Regions from separate parts of the Gossypium hirsutum genome. Here region 1 is linked to region 2. The links are chromatin contacts, called in public Hi-C maps. All regions are on one chromosome and are shown on one strand. Each heading gives the region's core, a stretch centred on a gene start, on an enhancer-like site or on the middle of the called end of the contact. The rest is flanking DNA. Distances are from core to core; before and after follow the strand shown. Region 1 holds the start of LOC107897210. Region 2 holds the start of LOC107897224 (molybdate transporter 2).

The links. A called contact is a pair of places that touch in the nucleus more often than the background predicts.
Region 1: a contact with region 2 is called in a Hi-C map of leaf, with 2.0 times the contacts expected there. The contact joins the promoter of LOC107897210 here to the promoter of LOC107897224 in region 2. A contact is called at or near these places in 4 of 34 Hi-C or Micro-C datasets (all in leaf).

The regions. Positions count from the first base shown.
Region 1 is chrA10:12,301,435-12,308,952 of Gossypium_hirsutum_v2.1, forward strand. It overlaps LOC107897210, which reads left to right and starts at 4,207. Exons shown (of 2, transcript XM_016822573.2): 1 at 4,207-4,842; 2 at 4,947-6,785. The coding sequence starts at 4,438. The coding sequence ends at 5,564.
Region 2 is chrA10:12,492,607-12,500,002 of Gossypium_hirsutum_v2.1, forward strand. It overlaps LOC107897224 (molybdate transporter 2), which reads left to right and starts at 4,076. Exons shown (of 1, transcript XM_016822597.2): 1 at 4,076-5,988. The coding sequence starts at 4,146. The coding sequence ends at 5,558.

The DNA.
Region 1 (7,518 bases), core at 2,957-5,456, 190 kb before region 2:
ACGATCCGATCACATAATACTGTTTAATATTAGTTTAAACATTAGAGAACCAACGAGCAACATCCGCTTCTATTTTTATTTGCATGCAAAAACCACATGAGGACAATTATATAAAGCATATTAATGAAATCAATGAATTTGTTTTATTTACTAATTTGTTCCATTAACACTTGTAGAGTTGTAGAAGTTTATTTCCACTACGGAACAATATCTTAATTTATCTAGGATATAGGGGGCGATAACCCTAGTTAATGATACGAGGATTTTTTGTCTCACCTTTTTACATAATGGGTTTTGGGCCTCTCTCACATTGAGTCCAATTATGAGTACTTCCTAAGCCTTTTTAACCCAGTACTCTGTAATGTGATCTAAACCAATTCAGTTTTTCTATTTCCCAAAATAAACTTTAATATTTACATATTAAATAATTTTCTCATCCCAATTTTACTCTAATAAAATTTTGACTATTTACCCCCCGATATAATTTTAACAATGTTATCCTTATTAAAATTTTGAGAAAATTCATTAAGTATGTCACAATTCAACATGTTCACTATGACCAAATGGTTTATTTTCATTTTTGGGCTTTAAAACAGTCTAAAAACATAAACTCATTCTTCCATCATTTTTTTTAAGTAATCCTATATAGGATTGCAAGTTTCCATTTTTTGAAACCTACATTCATTTTCAAATGATTTCATTTCTCTATTTCGGAGAAAATCATAATCATTCCTGAATGTCTCTCATTTCTCTTCTTTTATTCATTTCGTTCATTCTATTCAATCAAGCAATTCATTTCTGGTTTCAACGAACTAGCGTAGGGACCGATTTGACATATGTAGTTGAGGCTCAAATGATTTATAATTAAGTTCTGACTTTTTGCCTATTAATTATAAACTCATTTAGTAATAAAGTCATTCCACTATAGTATCATGACTGAGATTTACTCAATAAAAAACTATTACAAAAACAATTACTCAGTACTCGTCCAATGACCTTGTCATAAGTGTGTTATTCTTATAGGATATCATTGATCTCTTTAGGATAATATTCGTTCTCCCAATATGATCTTATTTTATCTCGTGGTAGCCATTACATCTTTTTTCATGAAAAGTCAATCACTATCAAATAGTGACCAAGTCATCCATCACAAAGATGGACGACCTGTGGTCACGTTTACTTTCCATCAACCATGTAATGCCAATGAGAGGATATCATTTACTCATGTTTTGGGCTATAAATTCCACTGTTGTGAATGACGCTACATTCTACAGAAGTCATATACCCAACGCACCAACTTTCAGTTCTTTATCTATTTGAACTCAGACTTTTACTTACATCAAAGTGTACAAGTCATGCATACATAGTCTGCCATCCACTCAGGATTTAGGTGTGTCACACTATGAACGTCACAAGTGAATAAATCTATAAACAGATTCAGGATCTATTATGCTTGGGTCTTGTCTGATGTACTATCAGTCCAGTTAATCACATCTATGTCTCTATCTTCTGGGAATCATCTGATCCGATGCCCAAGACAAGGCATCTCCCTAATTTCTTATTAAATTAAGGACATGTTTAGATCCGTCTACTAATACAAGCTATCTTTCTGTAGTATGATCCGACCACGTAATACCACTTAGTATTAGTTAAACATTTAGACAACCAATTAGCAACATTTGCTTCTATTTTGCTTTGCGTACAAAAATCATGTGAGGACAATAATATAAAGTATATTAATTTAATTCACAAATAATTTTATTAATCAATCTGTTCAGAAAAATTACAAGTTTACAAACGAATATACAACACTTAGGACACCAGATCTAACACCAAGTTGACAATGATTATATCGTCTTGGGTTGAAGTGTAACTAAGGCTTCAAGTTTACAAAGCTTGTGCTGTCAATGGATGGAGCATAAATGGGGTCGTAGTCGACGGTGCTAATGCGGGCACGATAATGAGTCTTCTCATCAAAAGAGTATGTTTCATAAAACTTAAACATAGGTGCGAGGAAGAAAAATGTAACGGACTTTTTAGTATAATCAAGTTATTCGTATTGTCCATCTCTACCGAAGGCGATGATCTTGTTAATATAACATGTTACACTCTAATGTTGTCACAAGTTATAATAACGGGGTCACTGCTTTCAGTGGTTGTGGATAAGACACATTACTTGATTATATTGAAACGACATTGTGTTTTTCTCCCTCGTATTTATATTTGAATTTTATAAAGCATCTTCTTTTGTTAAGAAACTTGTTGTCGTGCCCGAATAACCATCGTCAACTACGACCCCATTTATGCTTAATCCCTTGATAGCATAACCTTTGTAAACTTGAAACTCTAGTTACACTTCAACCCCAAATCGTATAATCATCGTTAACTGGGATCTTGAGTTGCAACGTGATCCAACTTCTTGGGTGATGGCACCATACTCATGTGGCTGATAAAATTTATAGGTCACCCAACTTCATGGCACCACCGTAAATTCAAACATTCCTTAAAACTATAACAATGTCTATCTCAAACACAGATAAAAATAAATCTACAAATTTCTAATTTCCAAACATAAGAAAAGGAAAAAAAAATTTAGCTAAGTGAAAATGCGTCTTACAAGGCGTGTTTTCCTTTCTCTCTCTAAAAACAACGTAGACTAATAAATTTTTAGAATTTCAGCCTAGTTTCTCAAATGCTTTTTTTTTTCAATATATATAGATTAACCAAAATATATTAATGATAATTCTAGTAATTTATGGATATTTTATAATACTAAATTTCTCTCATTTTTTCTTTGGTAAAACTTATCGTAATAGGATTCCCAATCACAAATATAGATGGTAGTAAATTTTAATAATATCATGTATCCATGAATTTCATAAATAAAATGAGAACATATTGATCACTTTTACAATACCCAATCTGAAATGCATGTATCACAACAATCCTATAAAAGATAATATATTTTGTTTACCAATTATAGAAAAAAAAACACCAAATGCTAATAGTTTAACAATATATTTTATTTTCTATGACTTGTATTATACTTTTGACCCTTTTTTCTTCATATAAAAAGTTTGAATGACTCGGTCAAGAATTTTGACTTAAAATTATATATTAATTACCTTGATAAATTAAATTTAAAAATAAATATTAATTTTTTAAATTTATTTATTTATTACTTTAGGTTTTATTAATATAATATTGTATATTATTTAAAATAATTTTAGATAAAAATTAAATATGATTATTTGAGTATGTAATAGTTTAAAAGAGAATAATTTATTTCAAATTTTTAATAAAATAAATTAATTTAATAATTTTTACATATCGAAAATTTTCATTTTTAATGAATTAAAAAATTTAAATGATTTTTCAAACTGAGCATTTTTTTAATCATCTATTATATTTTGACTGAGTTTGATTTTCTATTTTTTTTATACTAATTCAAGTTTTGCATTTTTAAGTTTATTTTTGATAAAACAAAATTTCATTATTTTCGCATTATAAAAATTTAAAGTTACTTATAATAATAATAAAGCTGCGGTTCATTTTTAAGGTAAATTACATTATTAGTCACTAAGTGATGTGTAAAGTTTGATTTTAATTACTTAATTAAAAAAAATTATAATTTAGTCACTAAATTATTCAAAAGTTTTCATTTAAGTCATTGAACTATTTTAAAGTTTTTATTTAAATCATTGAGCTTTTAAATGTTTTTTTTAAGTTTCGCCGGCAAGCTTCAAGTGATGATTCAACGTTCAGTACAATGGATTAATACCCATTGACGAGTTGAAGAATATACCTTAGATCTAAGTTGATCTGACGATTAGTGTTGGAGATTAGAGAAAAAATCTATTTGAATTTGGTTAGTAGATCCACAACATATAAAGTTATTTAAAAAAAAACTTAACTGTAGAAGAGGAGGTGAAAAAGAGTTTTTAATTAATATAGGCAGTGCAAACAAAAAAAAGTAATATTACATCAATTTTAACAGCCCGATAATTTAATGAAAAATTTTAAATAATTTAGTTATCAAATTATAATTATTTTTACCTAAGTGACAAAACAAAAATTTATCATAATTTAATGAGTGATGGTATAAATTTTTTTAATAAGAAAAAACATAAAAAGTGCCACGATCTGAATCGTGTGTAATCCTACTAAATAACAGATTAAGACTCCGTTAGTCCATTTGGGAACGTTAACTTAATCGGAAGCATCCAATTTTAACGGCCTTACGCCCCATCATTATTGTTTTATCACCGTCCGATCATATCAACTTTCCTAATCCAACTGGTCCCAACTTCCAATATTATAAATTTAAAAACCTATTTTCAACGACCTTTCCCAAAATTCCTTTGAGTTTTCTTCCTCAAAAATTCAATTCAACAATTTATTTTTTTAATTTTTACTGAAAAATCAAATTCACCAATCATGAGATTCAAGAAAGGTAGCAAAGTCGAGGTATTAACCATGAAGGAGGTTCCAACCGGCGCGTGGCGCTGTGCCGAGATTATCTCCGGCAACGGCCACACTTACTGCGTCAAGTATGGTTGGTTTCCGATCACTGGCGAGGCGGCGTTGGTCGAGAGAGTCCCGAGGAAAGCGATTAGGCCTTGCCCTCCTCCTATAAATGGGACCGACGATTGGGTTCCTGGCGACGTCGTGGAGGTGTTCGACGAGTTGTGTTGGAAACCAGCGGTGATCGTTAGAGTTTTCGGTGGAAACAACATGTTTTCTGTCAGGATTCTTGGATCGAAGAGCCAACTCAAAGCACATCAATCTCGATTGCGTGTTCGACAATCTTGGGAAGACGGCAACTGGCTCCTTGTCGGGAAGGTAAATCTCCTGAACCTTTCTTTTAGTAATAAATTTTAATATATTTCTTTAACCTTTTTTGTTGGGACGTTGTTTCTTACCCTAATTGTTATGATCGATAACAGGGCTCGTCAAATTCCAGTGGACCACCGAAGAGGAAAAGATCTTGGCTTGGTTTTCCGGAAGCTGGTGGAAAGAAGATGAAGGTGATTGAAAAAGGTAGTTTTGGTGGTCAAAGACTAATAGTTCGGCTTCCTTGTCCTGCTTCTGAAAAGGTAGATGCATTTGTTTATCCCAAAAATATACTGGGTGAAAGATGTATGACTTCTTCATTTCGTAGAATTGATGATACCTTGAGTTGCACATCGTCTGTTGGTAGTTGTAGTGGTTTAGGGAATAATGGTCTTAACTTGTCTCCTAGTTATGCAACAAACGGTTGTGAAAACTTGGAGGATTATTGTAGTGATGCTGACTCATATTCTGAAAGGTGTTGTGGGGAAGATGGAAGTTCTGGAAGTTCTGTTTCCCCTAGTGTGGAATTGGGAACCGATTTCCATAGGTCGGAGCTGCATGCCTATCAGAAAGCTCTGTGGGCATTGCATGCTTCTGGTCCTTTGACTTGGGAAAAAGAAGAAAAGGTAACCAACCTACGTCGTACTCTTAATATTTCTAATGATGAGCATTTGAGGGAACTAAGAAAGTTGAGACATGATGATAATAGGTTTTTTATTAGTTGTTGCTAGGTTTAGTGAATAACATTTCTATCTGGTAATGCACTAGTGTTATATTTTACTCCAATGATGCAGATATTGTAAGGATACTTGAAATTTTCAATTTTGTAATTAGTTTCTTTTCCTATCTCCACGATAGAAGCTTCTGTTCTTTATGTAATTCCTTTTTGGCTGAAGTATAAAAAAGGCCCCTGAGCTAAGTAATCATTCAAGCCCCTAATGTTTTACTACAATCAACTGAACCTTCAAACATTTGTTTTTAATTTAGCGTAATATATATAAGCATTCTTTTCATTTTTGTTTTTGACCTTTTGCAAATTTTGTATATTGTTGGGTGGATATTTCAGCACAGTAAGTTCTATTATCCCTTGTGAAACTGTGGAGTTTCATTAAATACAAAGAGGTGAATTACGTTTGTTGTTGCTAGAGCAGTTTCCCTAAAATAAATATAAGTTTATACAAATTCAAGTTCCAGAAATAGTAACATGAATACCCTGTTTCAGTATTTCCCAGCGCATACATATGTGTGCAATTTTGCCCTCTATGATTACTTCGACCTTGTTCATGGTCTTTACCTGACCTTTTTCTAGTTCCCTATGTGGGGTCTTGGAAATTGTGATGTGGTGCTGGCTAGTTTATGGATTCTAGCTAGTGTTTCATACATTCCCCGTTTATGTACGTGAAGCTGTTCTACATCATATCATGATGATGTACAATTGTTATACTTGCTTATTTCAGCAGCATATGGAATTAATGTTGAGAAATATCTTGATGCTTTCTCAGAATATCTCATGGCAATGTTGGAGGCATCAATACTTTGCTTCTAAAGCCATGATGGATTGAATATGTCATCTCTCGCTGTTGATCAGGGGACAACATCCATGGTTTATTCCTAAAGGAACCCTTAAGCCCTGCTTTTGGTACGAATTATTTCTAAAAATATTTGAAAATTTTGATTTATCTATGGAAATGCTGGTATAGGTCATTGTATTCCTTGCTGCAGAAAAACAAGATAATCTTAAAAGCTGCCCTACAGTTAGCATGTAAATTGATAGGTTGCAAGTGCACTTATGGAAAGACATATCTGTTATTCCCCCTCCCCTTCTTCTTATCCCTTCTATAGAGTACATGAGAATTGAAGTTATATCCCATAGTGGAAAGTTTTGTATCTCTAGACTGTGCATATCCAATATGATTAAATAAATGTGTGTATATATATCGATAATCGATTCATATTTTTTTGCAAAGGCTTCTAACTTTAATGCTTGAGTATTGACAAGAAGATGTTACCATCACTTATTTTAATTTTTGAGAATGAAATGCACCCACTATACAATAATTAATTAAGACTCGCAAATATTTGATTTTCAAATTCATTCACCACTATAATTTATGGTAATCTAAAACCCAAATTCCTTTTCAGATGTGTGAAGTGCATTTGTGTGTTTTGTAGGTGTTTTAAATTTGAGATTGGTTTGTGATAGGGTGAGATATAGTCTGGTGTTTCATGTGGAGCATGTTTGTTGACTTGGATGTCATAGTTGGGACGTATTATCTCCTTGTTTGTCCATTTGTACCAAGTTATGGTATTTGTTCATGGGCAACTTAGAAATTTTAGTGGTTCTCAATTAAATGCAGCATCATCTTCATCATTATTATTAATTATATATATATAATTTTACAAATATACTATAGTTATACCTTATTAAGAAAAAATAAAAATTGAATAGCGAAGAGTTTAATTTATAATATATTAAGTTTTTATAACTTGTATAAATGTTTTAGTAATGATTAGGAACTTTTTATTGGTACTCATTTATTATTTTAAATAATATTGCTTGGTATTAATAATATGAAAGTAAAATGATATTGTATATATTTTTTAGCCATTAATTATGTTGTATATTGAATACAATAAAAATGCTTTAATATTTAACAAACCATCATATTTCATGTTCTATTTATG
Region 2 (7,396 bases), core at 2,826-5,325:
TATTCATAGCTTACTGTTAATACGCTTCCTAACCTCCTTACCCTTTCAAAAAATTTAATATGCAGAGATGCCATACTTACTAGAAGATCGAAACACTCACTTATTAAGCCAAAATCCTTAGTTTTCATTTTACAAAGTAAAGAGAACATTTAAGTTTAAAAAGAAAAACTAAAGAGTAGTATTGAAAGAAGGGAAAACCGTCCTCAATGTTCTTTTCTCACCATATATATATACACCCATCTTCTCTCAGTGGACTTTGACAAGTGTCAACTGTATGCAGTAATTGTCCTTTAATTGGCCTACAACGACTAAAAGAAATATAAATGAGAGTCTTATACATGCTATTTGACTAGTCAACTCATTAGCTCCCAACCAGATCCCATTGGAAAAATCCATTTAGCACAATGCTTAAGCAAACCAGACGTACTATACATTTGGTGATAACTTATATATGGCATGTAATATTCCACTAAAACTCTGAAACGCTCTTTGCACTCGTCTTATTCCTTCTCAGATGGAGATTGTTATGAGAACTAAATTTTGACATACTTATTTGGGCAAATACTCTATGCGCCCAACATCACTTCCTTAGAGGCTTAAAAATTGGCGGACTTACCATTAGAGTGCGCCAAAACAAATAACCTTCACAATTATATGCCTTACTTTCGGATCTGCCCGATTTGGGATGTGACATTGATGGTTCTGTGTTTGATTCAAACTTGTTTGAGCCCATACTCGAAGTAGTTTGTGGTATGAGAATATCGTAGAAGGTCGTTTGGTTGAAAGTTTGGAACGAAAAGGATTCTTATAGCCGAAAACACAAGTGCAATTTTGGTAAAAGGTTTATTACTATAAATATTATAAACCAGCTCAGTTTTTAAATTTTTAATTTTTTGTTGTGCAAGAAAACCATTTTCGAAACGAATTTTTCCAACAACATATTAACTAGATATTCATATGTTTGCTTATGTGACCCAGTTCACGTTCTAAGTTAGACAAATCAAGTGCTTCATCTTCAACTTTAGGAATTCTAGAAGGACGAGCATCAGAGCTTAAAGGAGCAAATGATGAAGGTGGTACCTTAATTTGTGACATTTCTGGAGGTGATTGTGTTGTCTGTGTACTTTTCTTTTTTTAAAAAAATTAATTATTGTCGACTTCATAACTACAATTTCTTAAAAGATAAAAAAAATTAATAACTATAAACTAAAATTAAACTATAAAATTTAAAACACAATAAAAACATTAATAAAGTTGCAAAAAGATGAAAAAAAAACTTAGAATATGAACCCAATGTCGCGTTTGAAGGAAAGGCGTTGATAACAGTAAATGTTAATAGCAATATAAAAAAATACATTTTTACTAGTTAACAAATTAAATTTTAACCTAAATTCATATTTAATATTAAATTAAGAAGTGACCAACTATTATCCAAAAACAATAAAGTTGTTTAGTGTTGGGACCCATTATATAATATATTATATAAATATTTAAAGCTTAAAAAATAACATATAAGGTATGAAGAACTTCAAAGTTGGAAGGGGAGGCAAACAGCAACATGGGGGCCGGGGATTATCAAAAATTCATTTTTATAGTTTTAGGGGTCAGACTTACTGGTCCTTAATTTTGTCACTGATATAGATATTATTAAGATGGTATTACAAATTAATTCAATATTAATTTAAGGTTGATGATAACATCTTAATAAGTAATTGTATTTATGTGTTTAAATTTTATTTTACTTGTAATATAATTTAATTTTTTCTTACAATATTTTATATATTTCACGTGTTATTATTGATAATTAATTTCAAATAATATATACATATATTTATAGTTTGTAATTATAACATCGAAGGTGACACCTTCCGGCTCGTCTCATTTTGGCGGAATAGGCAAATTTTGGCCACAGAAATGGAATAAGGAATTAAAAAGTTTGTTGGAATTTAAAATCATGGTTTGAATGAGATATAATTATACAGAAAAATAAAATCTCAATAAAGCAAGACAACAAAATTTACTTGAATAATACGTAGTATATACGTGTTATGTGTTGATTTATTTGAGTTTCGTTAAAACTTACCATGCGCATATTCCCTCGGATTATTCCAATTTCCCAGCGTTTCATTAGTTGAAAGGATAAATTCTCAGATTTTCAAAACTTACATAATTATTTTTAAAATTATCAAATTGTTATATTTTAATCATTTTGATAAAGGTTAATAATTAATTTAGTCTCTAAAATATTTAATTGATACTTTTTAATTTTTTCTTAATAATAATTTTAAAAAATTTAAAAAATAAACTGCTCAGATAGTCATCCAATCTTCAATGCGTTTTTATTTTGGTCATCAATTTTTTTTTTTGTTAATTTAGTTACTTCTATTAGATTAACTGTCATTTTTAGTCACTCTACCGTTCAAATGCTTTGGTCTTTGAATAAAATACTAACATAACAGTCTTTTGATTGGTATAATAACAAATTTAGCCTTTAACGCTTTACACATTTTGTAAAGTTGATCCTAATTCTAGAGAAATTCAATAAATTTAACTCTCAATGTTTGCACATCTTGTCAATTTAGTCCAAATCTAAAAATTTAAAAATTTTATAATTTTAGAAACTAGAAAATATATATAACTTATTATAAAAAAGACATAAATATATATAATTACATAAAGACTTAATTTCCATTTAGTCCTAATTCTAAAAAAATCAATAAATTTAACCCTTAATGTTTACATACTTTTCAATTTAGTCCAAATTCTAAAAATTCACAAAAAAATATAAATAAAATATTCAAAAACATAAAACATTCAAAAAATAATCAATCAAAACCAAAAATCAAAGTAAGTAAAGTTTTCTTAGTTATAATTCAAAAACATGAAAAATCCATTGCAATCGCACAACATTGTGGTTAAAAAATTACAAGAAAAAATTTTCATTCTCGTTACCAGATTTTTTATTCAACCAAACAAAAGAGAAACTTCATAAAAAAACATTCATCCGTTTGTTGAGCACTCACCATTAAACCCACACCCAAATTTGGTTTTTTTACAGACATACCCAAAATCGATTTCGCATTTTCTTTTAATGAGAAAAAGTCAATCAGTGAAGCACCGCTTAGCCTTAAGCATTTAAGTCCCTTAAAGCCCTACAATTTACCATTGGAATGGAGCTAGACATATTTCTATAAGTAAAGGCTTTTTCATTTGCATCCCTTAAACTAGTTGTTTGATCATGGTGTTGGTTGGATTTGGTAGTGATTGGCTCAAGCAATTAATTCAAGTGACTCATTTAGCTTGACGGGGTTTAAATAAAAAAAAAGAGAGAAAAGATTGATTTAAAGAATTCAAGAAAAATTGAGAGTTAAAATTTGTTGAACCCCTATTTTTTTTTTGTTAAAACTAAAGAATTATTAATTTGAACCCCTCAACTAAATTCATATTTAAGCCTTTATGTAATTATATATATATTTTTAATATTTAATATTTTGTCTTTTTATAATAAAATTTATATATTTTCAAGTTTTTAAAACTATAATTTTTTGAATTTAGACTAGATTGACAAAATTTATAAATATTGAGGGTTAAATTTGTTAGTTTTTTTAGAACCAAGACCAAATTTACAGAATGTGTAAATTATTAAGGGTTAAATTTGTTATTATAACAATCAAAAGATTGTCACGTCAACATTTTCTTTTGTGACCAATGTACTTTAATGGTGGACTAACTAAAAATGTCAATTAATGGGGTGACTAAATTAACAAAAAATTCTGGTGAACAAAATAGGAACACTTTAAAACTTCAGTGACAATCTGAATAGTTTAGCCTTTAAATTTTTTAGAATTATTAAACAGATTTTAAAAGTATGAAATTGATATTTTAGTTATAGTTCATGGGATAAATTGGTAATTAATTCTTTAAATTAATGTGTAACTTCATTTTTTAACAAAATTTAATCTGATGAGTGACTAAAATATAATAATTTAATAATTTTAGTGACAATTATGTAATTTTCAAAGTTGAATAACTTAAATATAATTTTAATGGTAATTGGTGTCGTTTACGCTACTTGAAAAGGCATTTCATTTTGGGATAAAGCGCAAGCAGTCCTAGCTCGCTGAAGTAGTGCTAGTGCTTCGATTATGGAGCAACAATCTCCTCCCTCCTCCTCCACAACCACAACCACCACCAGCACCACTCCTTTCCTCCCCCAACATCACCCATGGTGGCGTCGTCATTTCCACATGAAAAATTCCCTCTCCTCCGAACTATCAGGAGCAGTGGGAGACTTGGGGACTTTCATCCCAATTGTCCTAACTCTCACCTTGGTTTCCCACTTAGACCTCTCCACAACTCTCATCTTCACTGCCCTTTACAACATAACCACTGGCCTACTCTTCCACATTCCCATGCCTGTCCAACCCATGAAATCCATAGCTGCCGTTGCCGTCTCCGAAACCCCTCACCTTACCACCTCCCAAATCGCCACCGCTGGTGCCTCTACTGCAGCCGTCCTCTTCCTTCTCGGGGCTACCGGTCTGATGTCGACCCTTTACCGTCTCCTCCCTCTCCCTGTTGTCCGCGGGATCCAGCTCTCTCAAGGTCTCTCCTTTGCCTTCTCAGCCATCAAGTACATCCGTTACAATCAAGATTTCGTAGCTTCTAAAGCTACCGCCCCTCGGGCTTGGTTGGGTCTTGATGGTCTTGTTGTGGCCCTTTCAAGTCTCCTCTTTTTAGTCATCTTCACGGGCTCCGGGGATCATTATGATAGAAATGAATCTGATGAGGACCAACCCCGTCGCAGAAACTCAAAGAGGTTGAGAATTTTGGGTTCAATTCCAGCTGCTTTGATAGTGTTCCTACTTGGGTTGGTTTTATGTTTTATACGCGATCCTTCAATTTTTGGTGATATTAAGTTCGGCCCATCAAAAATTGGATTTTTGAGTATAACTTGGAATGATTGGAAAGTTGGGTTTTTGAAAGGAGCAGTGCCACAAATTCCTCTGTCTGTATTGAACTCAGTTATTGCAGTTTGTAAGTTGTCTGGTGATTTGTTTCCAGACAGAGAGCTGTCTGCTGCCAAGGTTTCAGTGAGTGTAGGGGTTATGAATTTGGTGGGGTGTTGGTTTGGGGCAATGCCAGTGTGTCATGGTGCGGGTGGGTTAGCTGGTCAGTATAGGTTTGGGGCAAGGAGTGGATGGTCGGTGGTATATTTGGGGATAGGGAAGTTGGTAATTGGCTTGGTATTTGGGAACTCTTTTGTTAGGATTTTGAATCAGTTTCCTATAGGGATTCTTGGAGTTCTTTTATTATTTGCCGGCATTGAGTTGGCTATGGCCTCGAGGGATATGAACTCAAAGGAGGAGTCTTTTGTCATGTTGGTTTGTGCTGCTGTGTCTTTGACAGGTTCTAGTGCTGCATTGGGGTTCGTGTGTGGGATTTTGCTGTTTTTGTTGCTGAAGCTAAGAAAAATGGAGTATTCTGGTTCTGCTCCTGGTTTTAGCAAATTCAAGTTTGAGTCTACCGTTGATGCCGAAACTAGTTCAATTCCTTAAAACTGCATTTATTTGGGCAGGATGCTGTATGTCGGATGATGAAGCTATGCAGGGTAATTTTGATCTTTCAAATGCAAGTATAAGATCATATTGTAGATTCCTGTGCAGATTTGATATGTATGTTCTAGACTAGCAAAATACTACCAGAAGCATATGATAGAATATAAACCACTGTGATGTATTTAATTCTGGCCTAGCAGTTAGTACATTATTTTATTGGTGCATATTGCCCGATCTGTTGCGACAATAATTGAAGTTTAATGTATCACCTTCCTTGGAAAACTAGTTCAGGTAAGCCAAGTTTCTTAAAACTTGTATCCTAGGGGAAGTTTTTCATTTTATTTATAGAAATCATAGGTATCAGAGCATGTGCTTCTATGTTGTTGAATCCGGAGTTCAGAATCTATAGGGACTGCCTGCTTTTCCAATAGTTTAAAGGGTAAGAATATTGTTTTCAGATGAATGTGTTGATTAGAAATCTCAAGTGACAAGAATGAATAATTTTTTACCAAAAGTGAAAGATGATGGTAGAACTTTCTGTAGTGGATCAATTTTAAGTTTTCTGTGGGATGCTTCTGCGGCATTAGAAATCGAACTGAATTGAATGAGATTCAACGAAATTTACCAACAAATGAAGTGAAAAGTTTTCAAGATTCAGGGATTCCTGAGACTTGATGGAGAGCATAATGTAGTTATTAGCTTTTGTTGGCAAACATGCTGAGTTATAGCCATAGGTTATGTTTGAACATATTATTGCTCTGAACTCTGTTAAGCTGAAGCTGAAGTGGTATGATGTAAAATAATTGAAGCTGGAAATCAAGGCAAAGGAAGCCATTGCCTGAAGCTACATTTCTGCTCTATATTATGGTATTGGGATGTATCTCACATTGGTTAGATTCTACATTGTTTGTGGCCCTTTTCAAGTTGGGTCTTTCCATTTACCGCTTATTAATTTTAAGTTGGATATCTTCTAATCTAGTTTCTTCATTGAATAGCGACCTTAAAGCTGCCTGAACATACATGATCCATAAAATTACATGTTACAAGAGAAGAATGCATAACATGTTTGTACATCAAAGGTATTTTTTTTGAAGTAAAATCAAAATAGATTAATAGAAGGGAGAGCGGGCAAACGAACTTAAGCCATCAGCTTACTCTATGCACCTAGACCTGGAATTAACAAATAAAGCATCGAATTCAAGTAGAAAGAAATCCCAGACCCATAAACGACCTATGCCAATCAATGTGGATAGCATGCAACAAAATTATTGTGCAAGTGAATGAGCGGCTTTTGGTTTAAGACAAAATGCATTAAACATGACTACGATACATTAAAATACAAGACACAAGCACAAATTATCGCCAAGTAGCAAGGTGTACATCCAGCCAGCCTTGATGTGAAAAGAAAGGACCACTGTTTTTGGTTGATTTCTTCAGGCATTGAACCATCATGGATTAGTAGATAAGAACCACACCTACATACGCGTAGCGATATAATTCACTATTAAAATAACATTTAAAAAATGTAACTGCAATGTTGTACCTCTACTTCTAATTTAAGCTGTCTAACAAGGTAGAATCACCAAGCTTGTAGGCTAAATATTGTTGTTCAGTGTTGATGATGTAGACATGGACATTTGCTATATTTTGAACTTTCCAATGGTCTTCATCAACTCCTGGTAGCATTCTTCTAACAAATTCTTTGGACATAAGACTAACTTCAAACACACTAAGGCATTTGATATGGCAGATGTCGGATGGCAGCATCTTCAACTGTTGACAAGACCCAATAAAGAGGTGTTCAACAAGATGGAGTGCATTTTCATCGATTGCCAATC